Linked DNA regions of Salmo salar: region 2 is linked to region 1. Evidence: chromatin contacts called from public Hi-C data. All regions are on one chromosome and are shown on one strand. Each heading gives the region's core, a stretch centred on a gene start, on an enhancer-like site or on the middle of the called end of the contact. The rest is flanking DNA. Distances are from core to core; before and after follow the strand shown. Region 1 holds the start of LOC123744265. Region 2 holds the start of LOC106610069 (gastrula zinc finger protein XlCGF48.2-like).

Region 1 (3,379 bases), core at 322-2,821:
GCACTGTACACTATGTATATAACCTGTTACCAATGCTGCTACTGCTCATCATGTTTGCACTGTTACTGTACACTTATGACCATATAAGTCACCCTTGCTGCACAATGTACCATATTAATGCACCTACATACTGATATTTGATGAGAGAGCGAGATGCCCACGATGGGGTGTATAATATGTATAAAATGTGTATAATATGTATAAACTGAAGGTAGAAGCCTAAGTGCTATTGTTTATTAGTTTACTCCAATTGGGGGAGGGGTGGTAGGGTTTGCAGGAAATAATAAAGGTATATTCTAAAAAAAAGTGTGCATATGAATGTGGATATATATATATATATTAAGGCTGATCCATCCCTTAAACTTAAAAAAATTATAATAATATACACCGTGTTTACAAAACATTAAGAACACCTTCATAATATTGAGTTGCATCATTAGACAAAATGTGTTGAAATTAAGAATCCAGACAGGTGATTTGGTGTCATTGACTAGGGCACAGGTGTTCCATGGAGTGCAGAGTGTCTGCAGGTTTTTCCACTACTCCCTTATAATTAATTGATTAATTAAGGTCACTAATTAGTATGGAATTCCCCACACCTGGTTGTTTAGGGCTTAATTGAAACCCCTGGACTAGGGATTAACCTTGACCAGTCCGCAACCTTTGACCTTGGAAAATCACTTGGAAAATAAGGTATTTTAGCAATAATAAGTCCTATCCTCATGAAATAAGGTGTTGTGATCCTGAGAAGCTTCTCTATAACATGGAATAGAAAGTATAACACCAGAAACAGTTTCATTTTGACCCCTAACACCCTACTATTTACAACGCAAGTATGGGTATTCGGGAAAAATGGCTAGCGTGTCTCTGTGCAATAATATATTTTTCTTAATTGACCTGCTTGGTCAAATGAAGGTAAACATAAATAAAATATTGCAAGATAGCTTAATAATCAGGGTAAGTATTGTATATTATCCAAAAACTGACCAAGACCCAATTCTGGGTAACACATCAGAACACATATCCAGAGGGTAACGGGGCGTTCTACAAATTGTACCTCTTGCCGTTCCTCTGTATCGATCGAGGATCTTGACACTACTGGGACGACTGGCGAGGACGCGCTCTCGTATTGTCCTCTCTGCGCGCTCCCGTGCCACCTTCAGTTCCAGAAGCTGTAGTTTCCTTCGCAATCCCCTGTTTTCTTTTTGGCTTTGAGACATTTCCAAACGAAACACTGCATAGTCGTCGTCTACGACTTTACAGATCTCTGCCACGGCTGCATTCGCTAGCACCTCCATAATCGAGGCTATTTGAGTGTGAAAAACCATACCGTTTGCCATTGTTAACTAACGTTAGCAGCTAGCTAGCGTTACCTAGATAACATCTATCAACCAAGTCCTGTCTCCAACGTGAATTAAAGACTACCCGAGTTAAGCATGTGATGTTTTGCAGTCAAAATGAATCGCATTGAGTTCCAGGGTGTTAATAAATGTCTAAATAACAAAACAAAAACGCTAACGTGAAAATTGTTCTTGATCACTATTCACTTCCGTTTACTACTTATTTACATTTGTATTTTCGGATCGCAACCAACTGAAAGGTGCATACACCGCCACCTACTGTACTGGAGTGTGACACCTCTTCACTAAACCTGAGCTGTGTTCGAATACTCAGCTACTAACCGCACTATTTGTGACTTGAATTGAGTATATAGTATGCTTATTGGTCATAGTATGGATATAGTTAGTATGTCAAAAGTTCCCGAAAGTCGTACTAAATTCGCCAAATTACATGCAGTGGACACTTTCCGTGCTTTTAGGACCCATAATGCAGTTCTTCTGAAAATGAGCGTGGCTTCACGTTTTCAGATTTGAAGAGAATGGCGGGAAATATGCAGCCGAAGTTTGACGAAGGCGAATACAAATGCATTGTTTTAACTAATTATGACAAATTGTAAAAAATGTTGAGCAATGTAATGACTTTTAAAATAACTTACGTTTCACGTTATGTTGGCTGACAATTTGTTAGCTACACTATCCTTACAAACCGCATAGCATTAGAGCAGTAGGTACCGGTATGTTAGCTATCTACCCAACTTTAGTTGGCTACTAATACGTCGAACTTGCCAGGCAGTGTTATTAACTACTACTCCGATTTCAGAGCATTCTCGCGCAGAATAACTGATGAATTTACGAATGGCTGAACAACACTGGTTGAATATGGTCGGTGTCAGTAAACGTCTGCAAAAAAGGTCATTAAATTGTTGCCAGCAGCACAGTTAGTCACCAACGCCCTAGATAACATGGAAATGGCCTAACCAGCTCTGCTAGGGCGAGTAAAATGGTCAGAGTGAGGTGTTATCTAGCTAGCCCCCCCTCCTCCAAAAAAGTGTTCTCTAGCAAGCCATCTGTTATGGGTGACACAGTGATGCCATCTGTTGGTAAATGTTAATTACTGCAACTCCAGTGTTTTACCGGTGTGCTTGGGATACCCGGATGTATTGCAATATACTGAACAGACTGGTTACTCGCATCAATGCCTCTGTCTCGTCATTTAACATTCAAACATGGTGTCAGAGTCGGATAACTAACCATGCTTTCCGCAAATTAGAGTCACCTGTTCTGGTTTACCCCCCCAAAAATGCTTATTTGAGTAAAACTTCGCCGGAATTGTCCTTAGCTAGAGTGAGTTGCTAGTTAGCTTCAGTGTTGTTAGCACCGGTTAGACATGGCAGCGAACATTCTCCCTCCCGCCGTTATGAAGTTCAGCGGTGATTGGAGCACAAACTGGGATACGTTTAGAGGTGAATGGGAGGACTATGCACTAGCAACAGGACTTTCGGGAAAAGGACGATGAGGTAGTGGCTGCCATTTTGAGGACTATAATGGGAACTGAATGCCAACACGTATACAAACACAACCTGAACCTAACAGCAGTTCAGCAAGGTAACGCTACAGCTATTCTTGATGCTCTTGAACATTACTTTAAGCCAGCAAAGAATGTTATTTACGAGTGTTATGTTTTCGGTTGTTGCAAACAGGAGGACGGGGAGTCCATTGACAGCTTTGTCACTAGGCTAAGGGAAAAGGCAGTTACATGTGACTATGGCGCTTTAAGGGATGAACTGATCAGAGATAAGATGGTGCTTGGCATAACTGATGAGGGCACCAGCAGACGTTTGCTGAGAGAACGTGACCTGACACTGGTCTTGGCAGTGGAGACATGCCGTGCAGCAGAGCTTACTGATATATGGATAAGGTCCATGGAGTTAGAATGGCAAAATATGGACAATGTCAATGCTACATTCAGGCAGCCAGTAAAGAAATTCCCCTTTGCCACAGCTAATGCTAATACTACAGCCAACTCTGCAGTAGACAAC
Region 2 (3,627 bases), core at 769-3,268, 180 kb before region 1:
AGAAGCAAACTGGTTTGTAACACAGAATTATAATCAGAACAGGAGATTATAAATACGACAGTTTTACAAGGCTAGTCACATACTCAGTTATGTGGACACATAGAATTAATATTTCCCATTACAATTACCCAAACTCAGTAACGTAATATGATTAATTTGGTACTTTTGGATTACTTTCCCCTTAAAGGGCATTAGAAGAAGGCAAAATGGATCCATCAAACGCATTTGGTGTCATCATAGTGGTCTATTTCAATGCTGAATTGAATGTCAATGAGAAAACTGAATAAATTCAACCACACATTTGTTTCACTACAAAAACTGTCTGGTGAAGTCCATCAAAAATATTGCATGTAACAGTTACATGACCTACAGCATGGTCAAGCAAGGTAATGTTTCTGACATTTTTGAACTGATAAACAACTATTGATATAGAACCACAGAGAGTTACCGCAAGTCTCAAAGAAAACAGGAGCAGCCTCCATTATTCCAGCATCATTTCAACATCATCTAATCACCTATGGTTAGTCTAATACAGTGACAACTAAACAATACAAAACAATTTAGTCCACTCAATGTAAGCTAAATATGATGTGGCGGTCCATGGTACTGATGTGTGTGTGGGTGTATGTACAGTACCATTCAAAGGTTTGGACAGACCTACTCATTTAAGGGTTTTTCTTGACCGCAGAGTGAAGGAAAAGCAGCATATGTGGGAACTCCTTCAAGACTGTTGGTAAAGCATTCCAGGTGAAGCTGGTTGAGAGTGTGCAAAGCTGTCATCAAGGCAAAAGGTGGCTACTTTGAAGAATCTGAAATATAAAATATATTTAGAATTTTTTTCACACTTTTTTTGGTTACTACATGATATGTGTTATTTCAGAGTTTTGATGTCTTCACTATTATTCTAAAATGTTATTCTACAATGTAGAAAATAGTACAAATAAAGAGAAACCTTGGAATGAGTAGGTGTGTTCAAATTTGTGAATGGTACTGTATATACAATCCCGATGTGTGTGTGTGCAAGTAGAAAAAACATGTTCACTCACCCTACTTGTAGCGAAATGCCAATGCCATCCTCCTCTTTCATGTTGCCTAAACTGTCTATGACTCTGTCATACAGTACACACTTTTAGATTTTGTTGTCCTAGGCTACCTGACAAATACTTGCTCGCTAACTTCCTTTCATGGGCAAGAATACGTCAGGCCAGCTAGTTAATATTAGCATACTACATCTAGCTAGCTACATGTTGAACTTCCATCCTCACAGGCCAGGGGCACAATGTATGAATTTATGGTTGGGTCAGAATTGTTGTTATAATCATTGGCCAATACGGAGAATTAAGTAAAACCACAAGTCCAAATTCTTATCTCCATCGATGGCTAATTTAGGAAAGGGGCGATTTTAGGTAACGCAACGAGATGCAACAGTTCAAGTTTTTTACTGTCAATAATTAAGTTTGGCTTGTGATGTGATTGGTCTGAAGCCAAATCCAAACTGGCTTGGCACTTTTTTTGTTTGTTGGTGAGCCAGAACCATTCGCAACTGAGCTCACTGTTTAGCTCAACACTGATTGGCTGTTATTTTTTAAAAAATATCAAGGGAGGCCAAATGTTCGTAGGCTTTCCATGCTACTGGCGGCAACAATGTCATACACTTTCTGACCAGATAGATACAGCTAAACATACTGAAACCAAGCGGTTTCAATCGCTCGGATGCTTTCTCCGGTGAGATACATTCAGCCTATTACGAATTGAAACGCAGAGACGAAATATGTCTTATTTTCTTGGTCAATTGTTTTGGGAAGCCTGGCTTCCCTTGCCATCCATGAATACACGCCACTAAGTGAGCGTGTTAGCGAGTACATGTACTTAGTTACTCCCCAACACTGCTGAACATAGGAGATTTAATGTGTAATTTAATAAACAGTACCGTATTTCAAAAGAACAGCGCGCAAACCTTTCATTTAACCACACCCTTTGAGCTATGACGCCAACCAATAAGATATTTTCTTTTCAGTGTAAACGGAAGAACGATTTTCACGTTAGGGTTTTAATTTATCTAGTCGTTTATTAACACTCTATATCTCAAAATGAGTAATTTAACTGCACAGCATCACATACTTACATCAGGTAGTATTTAATTCGCGTTGTAGACAGTACTTGGTTGATATATTTTTTAGCTAACAATGGCTAACTGTGTGTTTTTTCACACTCAAATAGCCTCCATCATGGAGGTACTAGCGAATGCAGCCGTGGCAGAGATATGTAAACTCGTAGACGACGACTATGCAGTGTTTCGTTTGGAAATAACTCAAAGCCAAAAAGAAAACGGGGCAATGCGGAGGAAACTACACCTACTGGAACTGAAGGTGGCACGGGAGCGCGCAGAGAGGACAACGCGAAAGCGCGTCCTCGACAGTCGTCCCAGTAGTGTCAAGATCCTCGACCGATACAGAGGAATGGCAAGAGGTACATTTTGCAGAATGCCGAGTTTATTTTTACAGAGATTATGTTCACAAATCTGATAGTCCTTTAGCCATTTCACTATGTTTTTGTGATGGTGCAGTTATGTGTTTCTGATGGCAGTGTGTTCCAGACATGTGAAGGTCTCATAGAGAAAGCAGTTTGACTAAAGGTGCTTTTCCTTAAGGGAACTAACAATACTGTCACTTCTAGCTGCTGCCATGGGTTTGGGTTTTCTGTTTGACAAAAGTACTAAGTGGAGGGGGAGCCAGGCCGGTTAGGATCTTGAATACAAGACATGCGTCAGGGTGTGTTGCACAAGCTTTTCTCAGATCTGAGGATGTAACAGTGATGATGTCTATCAAGCACTTTGAGCCTGTTTGTAGACAGACTGAATGGGTTTTAATGTTGGACAGCAAGCTTGGGCCCAACTAGTCGAGCAGTATGTTAAGTGGGGGAGTAGCATAACATTGAAGTACAGTTTTGCTGCCTCTGTAGTGAAACAATTTCTTATGTATCAGAAATTAGCTAGGTTCCACTGCCACTGTGCATGGTTTTAGATGTGTTGCCCAGAATCAATGGTGGAAAAATTACTCAATTGTCATACTTGAGTAAAAGTAAAGATACCTTGATAGAAAAGTATTCAAATTAAAGTGTAAGTCACTCAGTAAAATACTGCTTGAGCAAAAGTCTAAAAGTATCTGGTTTTTAAAATGCAAAATGCATCATACCGGCTGTGTTTCTGTATTTTGAAAGTTAGATATCTTGAAATCTTGATTACTGACAGTCCCAAAATGTTTTGCATATATCAACAATGGACTAATGAAACAAATACCAAAATATAGTTTTGGTTGGAGTTTTCCATGAAGTACAGTAATGGAAAAAGGTACTCAATATTCATACTTAAATACTATACCTGAAATTCCTTATATTAAGCAAACCAGAGAGCATGATTTGTATTTTTTTACGGACAGATAGGGCACACTACAACACTCAGACATAATTTACAAACTCAGTATTTGGGTTTAGTGAGTCCGCCAGATCAGAAGCAGTAGGAATGACATTGCGTTACATTGATAGGTGTGTGAATTGTACCATAATTCTGTCTGCCTGAGTATTTTTACTTAAGTACTTTACACCACTGCCCAGAATTGGTTCTTGGTC

Evidence for each region. A called contact is a pair of places that touch in the nucleus more often than the background predicts.
Region 2: a contact with region 1 is called in a Hi-C map of gill, with 2.5 times the contacts expected there. The contact joins the promoter of LOC106610069 here to the promoter of LOC123744265 in region 1. A contact is called at or near these places in 2 of 3 Hi-C or Micro-C datasets (gill and muscle).

Annotation. Positions count from the first base shown.
Region 1 is chrssa08:8,726,082-8,729,460 of Ssal_v3.1, reverse strand. LOC123744265 reads right to left here and starts at 1,571. Exons shown (of 3, transcript XM_045723183.1): 1 at 1,058-1,571. The coding sequence starts at 1,340. The region is part of intron 5 of LOC106610073 (zinc finger protein 214); the gene reads right to left. All of the region lies in intron 1 of LOC106610072 (neurotrophin receptor-interacting factor homolog), which reads left to right. It overlaps LOC106610155 (a long non-coding RNA gene), which reads left to right and starts at 2,431. Exons shown (of 2, transcript XR_001329857.2): 1 at 2,431-2,945; 2 at 3,041-3,379.
Region 2 is chrssa08:8,910,530-8,914,156 of Ssal_v3.1, reverse strand. LOC106610069 (gastrula zinc finger protein XlCGF48.2-like) reads left to right here and starts at 2,018. Exons shown (of 7, transcript XM_014209204.2): 1 at 2,018-2,469. The coding sequence starts at 2,187. All of the region lies in intron 5 of LOC106610073 (zinc finger protein 214), which reads right to left. All of the region lies in intron 1 of LOC106610081 (zinc finger and SCAN domain-containing protein 2), which reads left to right.